2 separate regions of the Rattus norvegicus genome follow, and region 2 is linked to region 1. A link is a contact called in public Hi-C data. All regions are on one chromosome and are shown on one strand. The core of a region is the stretch at or near the end of the contact, and the rest is flanking DNA. Distances in the headings are between cores, read along the strand shown. Region 1 has its middle 18 kb from the start of Irf1. Region 2 has its middle 8.4 kb from the start of Il3.

Region 1 (7,029 bases), core at 1,217-3,716:
CAGTCAGTCCTCTTTACCACTGGGCCATCTATTTAACCCTGTTCTTGAAACTAATTTTCCAGCACAGGTAGGTTTAGTCATTTATCAGACAAGAAAACTGTCACACATTTATAACAATAAGATAATATGATAGTATAAAGAAGGCCACCTTAAATTTGGGGTCTAAGGAATGTCTCTCTGAGGAGGGTGACCTTTTAGCTCCCTGACAGAAGGATCATCAGAAGAACATTCCAAACTGAAGGGATGGGCAGTACAAAGCCCTGGGGTGACAGCCAGACCACCGTTGCTACATGGAGGGCATGGGGACATGGGTAAAACGAGCCAGCGAGGTAAGCAGGCCCAGACCAGGTGGGGCCTTGGGACCTATTCCTGAGCACTAGGCTTTATGGCAAGGGAATGGAAGGCTTACTTGTATGTGATGGCACCACCTATAGTCAGTCACAGCACTCAGGGAGCAGAGGCAGGAGGCATTTCTGATAGAAATGTAAGATCATCCTTGGCTACCTGTAGGCATAAATTCTTTGCAACTTACTTTTAATAAGGGTTCAAGCTCTCCTCTAGTCCACCACCCAGGAGAGGCAGTGGAAGAGAAAGTTATTAGGATAGGGGGAAAGTGGGCCTGTTCAACAATAGTTCTTTGGGGGTGAGCTCGATATTCTTGGGCAGCAAGCAGTTCAATCCCATAGCAAACACCAACATGATTCAGCAGCTTCAGACCAGTCCTCTAGGCAAGCAGACCCAGGCACGAACCAGCAGCTACAGTCCAGTCCTTTCAGCAAGCAGACACCAGGCAGCTGTAGTTCAATCTTGAAGAAACTTCCAGGCTCATCAATTGGCCTGAGGCATGGCTGTGGAAGCAGCAAGCTGCTGCAAGAACCTCAGGAAACTCAGGAACCCCAGGAGCAGTTCTTGGGCGAGTTTCTCTCAGTGGTAGCATGACCACAAGGTGAGCTCAACAATGCTATGTAAGGTGAAACGATAGATGTGTGTCTTTAGCAAAGAATAGTCAGACAGAGAAAAACCAAACCAATGCCCAGTCTCCCACTGTGGGGTCGTATTTATACTCCTTTATCAAGGGTCCTTTCACGTGTCTGCTGTATCCAAACATCCTTTCACCTGTGTCTGCTTCAGGAAAACAGTCTTTCATGTGGTTGCTTTAGCAAGACGTCCTTTCACCTGGGTGTCCTAACAAAGCATCATCTGTCATAACTAATTTTCCAAAGAACTAGAAGTTTCCACTTCAGCTACCCAGCAAGTTTAAGGCTAGCCTGGGCTATGCAAGACCCTGTTTCAGAAAACAAAGAGTGCTGGGGACTGTGTATGGCTTGTCAGATTGTTAGTCAGTACTGTATACATTTACTATGCTGGTGGCTGTTTGTAATCCCAGTACTTGGGAGGTAGAGGCCCAGAAATTCAAGTCTATCTTTGGCTACATAATGAGTCTCAGGCCAGCCTAGAGACTCATTTAACTAGCCTCGTTAAATTCCTGTCTCAAAGTGAGCAGTAGAATCAGATGGATGGATCAGTAGGTAAAGGCATTTCCCACACAAGCTTGGCAACTTGTGTTTGATCCCAGGAACCCATGCAAAGGTGGGAGGAGAGGTCTGACTGCACAAAATTGTCCTCCAACCTCCATATGGAGGAATTGCATGTACACACACTAATTGATGATGGTGATGGTGTGTGGTGATGGTGACGACGATGACAATGATGATGAATGATAATTTACTGAAAGAACAACATGGAGAGATGTTCAATAGGTAAGAATTCTGGCTGCTCTTGCAAAGGCCTGAAGTTCAAGTCACAGCACCTGTAACTCCACCCCCAGGGGATGGATCTGAAGTCCTTTTCTGGCCTCCTCTGGAACCAGCACTCATATGCACAGACACAGACACACACACACACAAATAAAAATAAAATCTAAAAACACAATTTAATTAAAAATAATAACAAAACCATAAAAGAATGCAAAGACTTTGAAAGGATACCGTGTGCAGGAGAGAATCGCTGCAATGTGCTTTCCCTTTATCTTTTAATATTTTATTTTAATATTTTATTATTTAAAATTATGTGCATATACACGGTTTTGTATATAAATATGTACACATGAGCACAAATGCCCGTGGAGGCCGAAGACACTGGATCCTCCTGGAGCTGGAGTTACAAGTGGTTGTGGCTGCGTTTCATGGGTCCTGGGATCCCAGCTCAGGTCTCCTACAAGAGTCGTGTTCTCTTAACTGCTGAGTCATCTCTCCAGCCTGAGGTGTGCTCTTTAAGAAGCTCACTGACTGCTTCGTGCAGAGTGGGCTGCAATGAGACCAGAGAGAAGGAGAGGACTGTTCCATAATCAGAGTAGGGTGCGGATGTAGGAGGGGTGAACCAGGGTGGAGGGACAACAGCTCACACAGTAGGATGTAATCCGGGCAGAGTGTGGCAGGGAAGCCAAACAGCTGACTCAATTGTGGAGGCGGCTACAGAATGGGAGGAGATATTTATAAATGCATACCTGCCAAAGTATTTGTGTCTAGAATGCACAAAGAATGTTTGCAAAACTAGTCAGGCACAGCGATTCCACTGGCAATCCCAGAGCTTGGGAGGTAAAGGCAGGAGGATCAGGGCTTTAAAGTCATTTCCGTTACAAGGTTAAGTCGGAGGTTAGTCTGGGCTACATGATATCTTGTTTCAAAAAAAAAATGATATTAGTCAATTTGATGAGTCACACACCTTTAATTCTAGCACCTGGGAAGCAAAGGTAGACTGATCTTTATGGGTTTGAGGCTGGTCTGGTCTGCATAGTAGACTCTGTCTCAAGATAAAAATTTAATTAATTAATTAAAATACAATAAAATATTCTTATAGCACAATAGTCAATTTATTAAATGAGTACATGTAATATATATGTTACATATGTCTATATGTGTATATATGCCAATAGGTACATACGTGTGTGGGGGGTGGTGTATGTGTATGTAGGGGTAGAAGAGGATCAAATGAAACATATGTGAAAATCCCATATGGAAGCCTATTACTTTGCTGTAAGGTAATTTATTATCATTAGTGTGTGTGTATGTGCACACTGTCAAGCTGACAATCACTACCCACCAAAGTGGTACACCTGTAATCCTGGCAGTTGGGAGGTGATCACAGGAAGATCAGAAACTTAAGGGCTATCCTTTGCTACAACACCAAGCAAGTTTGTAGGCCAGATTGGGCTACATGAGACTTTGTTGCAAACACACAAACACTTCTGGAAAAAAATGACCCTTTGTGACTAAAGGGTCAAATCTGGAAAGTGAGTCTCACTCTTAGAAGCAAAGAGAGTCACATCTTTATATTTTGTGTGTGTGTGTGGGCGCGCGCGCGCGCGCGCGTGCGTACATTTGTGTCCATGTGTCCATGTTAGTGTGTGTGAGCACATTTGTGTTTGGGTACACAGATAGGCAATGTGAGTGGAGGTCATGGGTTGGCAGAGTATCTTACTGTATCAGTTTCCACAATTTTATTTTGGTTTGGTGGTGGTGGTTTGAGACAGAACCTCTCCTAGAAGCCAGGGCTAGAGGAGAGAGCTTTAGCTAGAGAGAGCTGGCTGGCAAGCCCCGGAAACCCTGTTATTCCTGCCTCACTAGCTCTGGGTTTACAGGTATCGGCCATTTTGTTTGGCCTTTTTGGGCACTGAGAGGATCCACACTCAGGTCCTTGCGCTTACAGAGCAAGCACTTTACTGATGGAACCATCTCCCCAGTCTCCGAGTTACATTATTTTGAAAGCACTTGTTTGTTTGTGTGGACACACATGCCACAGCAGTCATGTGTGTGTGTAAGAGCACAACGTTCTCTCTTCCCATCGTGTGCATCCTGAGGTTTGAACTCAGGCTTGTCAGCAAGTGCTCTCCGATTCATGTCTTTAAACTGCTGACATAGAGCCTTTGTGACTAACCGGTGGCGGTGGCGGTGAATGCCTTCAATCCTAGCACTCTCGAGGCTGAGGCAGGTGGATCTCTGAGTGTGTGGCTAGAAAGTTCTTCACAGAAGGCAGATGTTAGACCTTGTTTTAAAATAAATAGATGTTAAAAATGAAATAAGGAATGTTTCGTGATGAAAAACAAAACTAACATTTTGGGGGCCAGCAACGCAGCCTGATGGTGGAGTGTTGCCCACTGGCCGCATGGTCCTGGATCCGGTCCTTAGCATTGCAAATAAACAACAGCAGGTATTTGATGCTGTTCTCAGTGTATGCGATGACAAGACGGGACAATGTCATCAAAGTACATCGTAGACATGTTTGAAAGTGCCCTATCAAAACCCATTATGTCATACATTTAATGTTGGTTTTTAGAGCAAGGCATCACGCGCCTCTGATCCCAGCTGCCCCCTCCTCCGCCCCACTCCCACAGGCAAATATCCAACCCAATCCAACAAAATGCTACTGTAGAAAGAGCGGGAGATGAGGAAACCTAGCTGAGGAAAAGGGAACCCTCATCACTATGGGTGAGAATGTGAACGGGGGCAGCCAGCTGTGGAAATAACAGAGGTTCCTCATTACTAAAAGTAGACTACCATGTGATTCGTGGGACCAGCCCTGTACACACGGAAGGAACCTGAGTCAGCACTCGGCAGGCCCCGATGCATGGCTCACGACGGCCAAGATATGGGACCAGGCAAGATGTCCATCAACAGACAAACCAGGAAAAAGAGAAAAAAAACAAAACTGTGTATACACACAAAACATGCCGCTGCCTCTTTCTCACTGTAGTCTAGTTGATCTGGAATTTCCTGTGTACTCCAAGCTAGCCCAACCTCGGCCTCCTAAATGCTGAGAATGCAGGCCCAACACAACAGTTTTGCTTCCCCATAAAGAATTAAATTTTCCAGCAGTCGGGAGGCAGACGAATCTCTGAGTTCAAGGCCAGCCTGGTCTACAGAGCAAGTTCCAGGACAGCCAGAGCTACATAGAGAAACCCTGTCCCTAAAAACCAAACCAAACAAACAAATAAAATTACATTATTTCCAGGAAAATAGATTTAACTGAAGATCATCTTGTTGAGCAAAATAAGCCAGACCCAGACTAATATTGCATGCTTTCTCTCATTTGAGGAACCCAGGTTCAAACGTGCACAGGCACGGGCACGGAACAGGAACGTGAAGGAGGAAAACACAGATGGTGACGGAAGGGAAAGGAGAGATAAAACGCTGTACTTTCTCTCAGCGGTAGATCTAACTTTACAGTTATCCAAGGCTACTTATAAATAACATACGATAAGACATGAGAGAGAAGGGAGGCTTGTGGTGAGAGAGGGAAGGACCAGCCGGGAAATGGGGATTTGCAGTAAAGACTAGAGAGTGTGTGGGTAAACAGGAAGAAATCACAACGGTCAGTATGTCTCGGCTGGGAAGACATCTTGACGAAAACCCACTTGTTTATTTTTATTGTCTTTTTTTTTTTTTTTCGGAGCTGGGGACCAAACCCAGGGCCTTGCACTTGCTAGGCAAGCGCTCTACCACTGAGCTAAATCCCCAGCCCCTTTTTTGTCTTTTTGAGACAGGACCTCACTATGTCGTTCTGATTGGTCTGGAACTTGCTATAGTTATAGACCAGGCCAACCAGGACCTCACAGAGATCCACTTGCATCCCAGTCCCTGCCTCTACATATGCTGCCGTTAAAGGTGTGTGTCGCCACCCTACAAAACTCAATTATGGGGCTGGAGAGACGGCTGTGTCTGAAGACAGCTACAGTGTACCCATATACAAAATAAATAAATAAATCTTTAAAAAATAAAACTCAATTATGCTCGTGCTTTCTCTCTTATTGTATATATTTTTGAGATTATAATTACATCATTCTTCCTATTCCCTTCCCCCAACCCCTTCCAGGCAACAGCCCCACTCTCTTGTAAAATTCATAGCCTCTTTTTCTTTAATTGTTGCTACATTTGTGCGTGCATGTGTGTGTGTGTGTGTGTGTGCATTCCCAATATATAAATCTAGCCTGTTTAGTTTATATAATGCCCTTTGTTTTGTTTTATTTTTAAAATTTATTCATTTATTTCATGTGAGTGCACTGTCACTGTCTTCACACACACCAGAAGAGGGCATCCGATCCCATCACAGATGGTTGTGAAGCCACCATGTGGCTGCTGGGAATTGAACTAGGACCTCTGGAAGAGCAGTCAGTACTCTTAACCTCTGAGCCATCTCTCTACCCACCCACCCCCAACCCTCATAATGTTATTTCTATGTAGGTGTTTTCAGGGCTGACCTTGCACTCCTAAGTCCCCTGTAGCTCTTTGTCTAGGATTGAGGCCTCATACGTCTCTGTTCCACATTGGCATGTCTATTTGGTATCTTCCTATTCCGGTCTTGTTTAGGTAACGATTGATAAGGCTTCATGTGTGCAGAATCTCTGGCATTTCTAGGACACAATCTACCAGCAAACTCCCTGTTCTCTGGCTCTTACAGACCCCCCGCCCCACCCCCCACTTCCACAATGATCCGGAGCCTTGGGTGAGGAGTTGTGCTACAGGGGTGGCAGTTGGGACTTTCATTCTTCAACTCCGAAATTTGATCTGTAGTGGTCTCCATCTACTGCAAAGACAGTTTCCTTGGCGAGGGATGAGGATTACACTTATCTGTGGGTGTAAGGATAAATATTTAGGATGTAGTTAGGAGTCATGTTGGTATAGTAAAGTGGTGGTTGTGGCTTCCTTTCCAAGATCCACGACCACACTAGCCCAGGGTAGTTGCTAGGTTACCAGTACTGGGAATGATTTTCCTCTTGCTTAGTTAGCATCAAGCCTTAAGTCTGACGGGAGAGCCGCTGGTTACAGACAGGTGTGTGTGCTACTACTGCACACTGAGGGTCCCATGCTGTGCTGGCTGTTATTGGGGTCAATAGGCATCATAGCTGGGTAGGAATGTTGCAAGTTTGCATGGTGCCTTCTGGTACTATGAAGGCTAGACCTCAGGGAAGAGGCTTTTAGATAATATCTACCGCCAAGACTTGGAGCCTGGTGTTCAAAGTGTAGGATGTCT
Region 2 (6,696 bases), core at 3,977-6,476, 500 kb before region 1:
AAGCACCAGAGGCAAAGTTGTAGCCTACAGCAGCAGGTTCCAGAGCAGGGATTCTGGCAGAGTGGACTTTAGCAGTGGAGGTATTTCTCTTTTGGAAGGACACTTTGACTTAACTTGATTGAACTACTGAGGCTAGCAGCCCCCTCCCCACATGTGGAGACTGATAGGCCCACAGTACTTACCCTCTACTCCTCGGGACTCACACCTGTGCCTTTTCTTTTCATTCTTATTTCCTCCTCCTTCCTCTCTCCGTTTCTTCCATGCTGCCATTTCCCCAGTTTACGGATTGATAACTTTAGCTCTGAAAGAAACGATAAACTACGCTTTCCCCCGACACAAAAATGTTGCATCTAAACCTTAGCAAAGTTACCTCCAAAGTACACAAATATCTTCTGCAAGCCAACACCAGGGCAGTTGTTAAGTCTCGTGTGTTACCGCAGCCGCCTCTCACTTTAACAACAGAAGGTGTAGACGACCCACATAAAATAAAACAAGCAAGCAAGAGGCTAGGGGGAATCAGGGGACCGTAGACAGGGAAGGGCAGGTCCACCCTAACAGATGCATAAGACACCACAGAAAGATCTCAGAAGCTGTGAGACTGTAACCCACTACAGCACAATTGCTGGCTCACAACTCCTCAACCTAAAGAAAATGAGTGAGCTGAAACGCTAGAAGATTGCAGAGCACAACTTCATAAAGGATAAATAACTGTATAATCTCCCCCACCACCGCCCCTGCCATCCAAAGCAACAAAGAAATCAATTAAGGACTGAAATAAAAAGCAGTCAAGTAAAAGTGATCATTAACTCAGGGGAGAAATTAAAAACCACGGAGAAAAAGCAGATCCAACAAGGAAACTGAAATGCTACAAAAAGAACTGAACAGAAATTTTTAAAATTGAAGAAATCAATAATCAAATTTAAAAGAACAGTGGGTGGACTGGAAGACAGCTCAGTAGGCAGAGACCCTTGTGTGCAGGTCCAATAACCCAAAGTCGATCCCTGGACTCCACCCACAAGGTCACAGGAGAGAACCAACTCCCAAGAGTTGTTCTCTGACCGCCATACTTGCACTGTGACACATCCATGCACCTGCATTCACGCACACACACACACACACACACACACACACACACACACACACACACAAACAAAATGTTTGTGAATTGAATTCAAGAACACATTAAAAAGATCATACATCATGACCAGATTTGTTTCACATCATGGATGCAAGTTTGGTTAGCATTTACAGATCAATCAATACAGTACACTCCACAAATAGACTTATGGACAGAAATCATACTACCATCTCAATAGGTACAGAAAAGCATTTGGCAAAGTTCAATGTGCCTTCATGATAAAAGTCCCACAGGGGGTGCTAGAGAGATGGCTCAGGGGTTAAGAGCACTGACTGCTCTTCCAGAGGTCCTGAGTTCAATTCCCAGCAACCCCATGGTGGCTCACAACCATCTGTAATGAGATTTGATTCCCCCTTCTGGTGTGTCTGAAGACAGTGTACTTATATATAATAAATAAGTCTTTTAAAAAAAGTCCCACAGTAATTTAGAAGGCACATACAACAACATAGTAAACACTACATGTGGTAGACCTATAGCCAACAATAAACTAAACAGGCAAAAACGGAGAGCTTTTCTTCAAAACCTAGGACAGGATAAGGGTTTCCACCTTCTCCACTTTTATTCAGTATTGGGGTCCGAGTCCTTGCCCAAGCAATTCACAAGAAAAAGAAACAAAAAGATACAAGTAGAGAATAAAGAAGTCAGATTATCCTTATCTGCAGTTGGCATGAATATGCTTAAAAGACCTAGGGTTTCCAACAGAAAATCCTTAAGTTTGACCAATGTTCACAGCAAAGTTTCAGAACACAAAATCTTCATACAAAAGTTCGTAGCTTTTTTGTATACTAATAACAACTTTTATGAGAAAGGAGCTAGAAAGACACACCATTCACAGTTGGCTTCAAAATTTAAAATATCCAGAAAGGATTTTAAACCTAGCCAAGGAGATGATAAGATTCTACAATAAAAACTCTAAGACACTGAAAATAGAAATTATTGGCAGAACAAATATTGTGAAAATGGTTACATTGCCAAAAAAAAATACTTTATAGATTTAAGGTAATTCTCATCAAAATTCCAGTAACATTTTTTTTTTCTACAGAACCAGGAGAAAAAAATCCTAAAGTTCTTAAACTCCAAGCAGCTCAGAGAGTCCTAGGCAGAAAGAATAAGTAAAAGTATCATATCGGTCCTCAAAATATACTACAAAGCCATAGTGACAAATGCAGCGTTAAACAGACACGTTAGCCAATGGTGCAGAATAGAGGACCCAACAATAAACCCACATAGTCACTGTCAGTCAAGTTTTGAAAAAGGCAGATACCCTTGGGGTGGGAAAACAGACTCTTCAAAATGATGTTCTGAAAACCAGCCATCCACATACAGAATAATGGAGGTAGACCTTTGTCTCTTGCGCTGCACAAAAACTGATTAAAAATTAATCTAAGACTTGGATATAAAGTGCTGAAGTGAATAGAGAGAAACACAAGTACCGGCAAGGACACTTGACGGGACTCCAGCAGCCCAGGAGACAACCCTAAGAACTGACAAGTAGCATTAACGAAATGAAGTTTCTACACAGCCAAACAACTCTCAACAAAAGAAAGAGACAGACTCTAGAACAGCAGAAAACGTTAACTAGCCGTATGTCTGATGGGGTTAATATCGAGCATGTGCAAAGAACTGAAAAAAATTTGAACGCCAAACCTCCACATCTTCCAAGCACAAATGGAAGGCTGAGGTGAATAGACACGTCTCAGAGAAGAAACAGATGGCCAATAAATATTTGGAAAGCTATATAATTATAAATATATAATTCTTAGCCACCAGGGCAATCTAAATTAAGGCTACTTTGGGATTCGATCTCACTTGGTTAGATTGGGGCGCACACACACACACACACACACACACACACACACACACACACACACACACGGTGGTCAGTGTGTGGAGGAAGAGGAACCCTTACTTACTGCTTACTCATTGGGAGTATAAACTGGTACAACCACTATGGAAGCCTGTCAAAGTCAAAAGGTAGAAGCACCATATGTCCACTTTCGCATGTAAAAGACGCCAATTCCTCCCACAGAGACACTCAGCATTCGTGTTTATTGCTGTACCCTTCTCAGTAGCCAGGAAGTGAAACCAGCCTAGATGTCCATCAACAGATGTCTAGATAAAGGAAATGTGGTTTACATAGTGGAGTTTTATACAGTAACAAAGCAAGATGAAACCATGGGATTTCCAGGGGGGTGGGGTGGGGAGGATAGAACTGGAAATTACTGCATTTAAGAGAAGTAACCCAGACTTAGAAAGACAAATATCACCATCCTTTCTCTCTAATGAGCGTCCAATATTAACATTTTTATGCATGTGTCTATGAGTGGGTGTGGTCATAGGTCCTGGAGGGAGAAGGACCATGAGAGGGGCAACAGAGGTCTTTTTTTTTTTTTTTTTTTTTTTTTTGGTTCTTTTTTTCGGAGCTGGGGACCGAACCCAGGGCCTTGCGTTTCCTAGGCAAGCGCTCTACCACTGAGCTAAATCTCCAACCCCTGCATGCTAAATTTTTAAACGCTAAGAAAGAAGTGATAATTGCTGGGCGGTGCTCAGTTATCTGCAGCATAGCACTAGTCTCAGAGGCAGAATTTATTAGCGTGCAAATCAGGACGCATTCCCTGCCTTAGTTTGCCTAGTGACCGAAAGCACCTTGTGGAGGAAGAGGGTTTCTTTCGGATTACAAATCAGTACAGCATCAAGGGAAACCAAAGCAGGAACTCAAGGCAGAAACCTGAGGTCAGGAAGGAATGCTGCTTACTGGCTTGCTCAGTTTGCATTCTTACATAACTCCTGACCGTCCGCCCACCCACAGTGGACTGGGCCCTCCCACATTAACTGTTAACCAAGAGAACCCACTTCAGATGTGCCCACAGGCCAGTCTGACAGAGGAATTGCTTCAACTGAGGTTTCATCTTCCCAGCTGACTCTGTGTCAAGTTGACAAAAGCACAATTAACCCACCTCCCAGCAGACTCTCCCTGGAACTGTGTTATATTTTACTAGCTGTGAGAGCCTCCCTCACTGAAAGTGGGGCAGTAGTCCATTTATTTTCCTCTTGCCTACCTATCTCACTGAAGGACCCACTTCTTGGAGCTCCTGCCCCATGGCTATGAACTCATAGCTCTTCTAACTGAAGGGCATGGCATTCCCACAGTGCCTTGTGTTTTCCTGTGCACATTGACTAAGTACCTGTTGGGAGGCTCTGTACTGTTCGTGTGGATTTGACAGTGAACTAAATAGAGAGGCGGGGTGTGCTTTAGATTGGATGGTTGTGAAAGTCTCTCCAAGAAAGCTGGCATACAGGTGAAGACCTAAGTGACAAGAATGTACCAGCGGTGTGGTGATCAGAGGGAGAAAAAATCTATGGGCAGTGGGAGCAGTGGTCAGGTACGGCAATGTGCTCAGAGCACTCATGGGACAGAAGGACCTGGGATGAGAGTGATGTCTGCCACTAACCCCAGCTCTGGGTTGGACACTGGGGTGGCCCAAGTCTCTGTTGATGCAGAAACATACAATAAGCAGAAGTTAGTGGCTGGATCAGACACAGACCAGGCACAGGAGTAAGGAGAGAGGTCAGAAACACAAGACACATTGTAGCTGTGGAGTGGAAGGAGGAGGGGATACTCTTGAAGTGGGAATGACAGACATCCTTGGAATGTCCTGGAATTGTCCAGTCTGCAGCGTACAGCCAGCTTGAGTCAGAAATGACCACTGACCTGTCTCACTTAGGTTTACCTGCGACCTCAAACCTCAGACCCTATCTGGGGACAGCACATCCTTGCCCAAACACAGCCCTAGCCTGGAATCCAGAATCAAGTTGTGGTTGGTTCTTGACAGGATTTGGAGGAGTATCTCTGTGCTTTGGACTTAGACTGAGTGTGTAACCCTAAATACTTGTGCAATGGTATCTGCTAGTGGAGTCCTGAAAAAGAGAGTAAGTGTAGGGAGTTCATGAAATAAAGAACTCCGGGCTACAGGGATTACTCAGCAGTTAAGAGCATGGACTGCTCTTAATGGAAGGCCCAAGCTCAGTTCCTAACACCTTCAGGCGGCTCACAAGTGCTCCATGCCCAAGGGATCTGGTGCCCTCTTCTGGCTTTAATACACACAGAAGAGCCCTCACCTCCATACACATAGTTTAAAACATGCCTTTAAAGGGGGGGGAGGCTCCTGGAACCCCCTTGAGTCCTCTCTCCATGTGAGGACACAGTGTGACAGCTGTCTGAGAATGGGGGCAGGGGGCGGGGCCGGTAACAAGTACCTGAGCCCGTTGGTTCCTTTCCTCCAGGCTTCTCAGCCTCTAGAACTATAGACAATCCCTGCAGTGTGTAATTTCTTGTTATAAAGGCCCAGGGGGACAGGTCCTTTGTCATGCCCAGCCACTGGCAAGAAGGGCGCCAACCCCCTGATCCAACAGAACCGCAAAGCCGGCTTACATCTTCCCAGCAACTGTCATGGCTCCCAGACCGGTCTTTGTGCTAGGTCAGTAAATCCAAAGGGCAGCAGAGGGCAGCAACACTCCATGGCAGATCCTAGAGGAGTGGCTGCTAAGGCCCCCTCCCTACATCTGAAGTGTCACTTCTGGAGAGCAGGTCACACCAGCCACAAGCAACTTCACTCATCTCTTATCTTAATTTTACAAATACAGCCGTTCATCGGGAAGGCAAGATAGGACGCACATCTTTTTCTTTACCTAAAAAGGTATGGGACCTCAGAAAAACGAATCAAGGAAACATTTCCAGAAAGGCAAGTATCTAAGGAAGGGAACCTGGCTAAACTTACTCCACAATTCGAGATCCCCCAGACAAAGAAAAGTTCTTTCCTCCCTGGTTTAAATTACCATTTGAATCCGTTGCTGAGGACCTCTGTGGCTTCCCCCATGCAGATGCAGTTATACTATATGCTATATACTGTATATACTATATATACTATATATACTATATATGCTATATATACTATATATGCTATATACTATATATACTATATATACACTATATACTATATACTATATACTATATACTATATACTATATACTATATACTATATACTATATACTATATACTATATACTATATACTATATACTATATACTATATACTATATACTATATACTATATACTATATACTATATACTATATACTATATAGTACTATATACTATATACTACATACTACAAACTATATACTATATACTATATACTACATACTACATACTATATACTACTATATACTACTATATACTACTATATACTACTATATACTACTATATACTACTATATACTACTATATACTACTATATACTACTATATACTACTATATACTACTATATACTACTATATACTACTATATACTACTATATACTACTATATACTACTATATACTATATACTATATACTATATAATATATAATATATAATATATAATATAATGAGTTATAGGTTAGTACCGACTGGAGTCTCCTGACTCTGTCCAGTTAGCTAGCAGCATGCAGGGAGGGGGGTGTCAGTCAGTACAGAATGAAGGGGGTGGATGGGAGCTGATCTCAGATGCTTTCCACTAGGAGA

Evidence for each region. A called contact is a pair of places that touch in the nucleus more often than the background predicts.
Region 2: a contact with region 1 is called in a Hi-C map of the A7r5 cell line, with 7 times the contacts expected there. The contact joins two enhancer-like sites. A contact is called at or near these places in 3 of 12 Hi-C or Micro-C datasets (the A7r5 cell line, Schwann cells and frontal cortex).

What each region holds. Positions count from the first base shown.
Region 1 is chr10:38,396,303-38,403,331 of GRCr8, reverse strand. No RefSeq gene overlaps it. Among named protein-coding and RNA genes, the nearest start is that of Irf1, 18 kb to the left of the region's middle. Within about 2 kb of position 2,466, at least 5 of the 93 cell types and tissues checked have an H3K27ac peak or open chromatin away from gene starts, as enhancers often do. A contact at or near this core is called in the A7r5 cell line, where this site is marked.
Region 2 is chr10:38,897,026-38,903,721 of GRCr8, reverse strand. No RefSeq gene overlaps it. Among named protein-coding and RNA genes, the nearest start is that of Il3, 8.4 kb to the left of the region's middle. Within about 2 kb of position 5,226, at least 4 of the 93 cell types and tissues checked have an H3K27ac peak or open chromatin away from gene starts, as enhancers often do. A contact at or near this core is called in the A7r5 cell line, where this site is marked.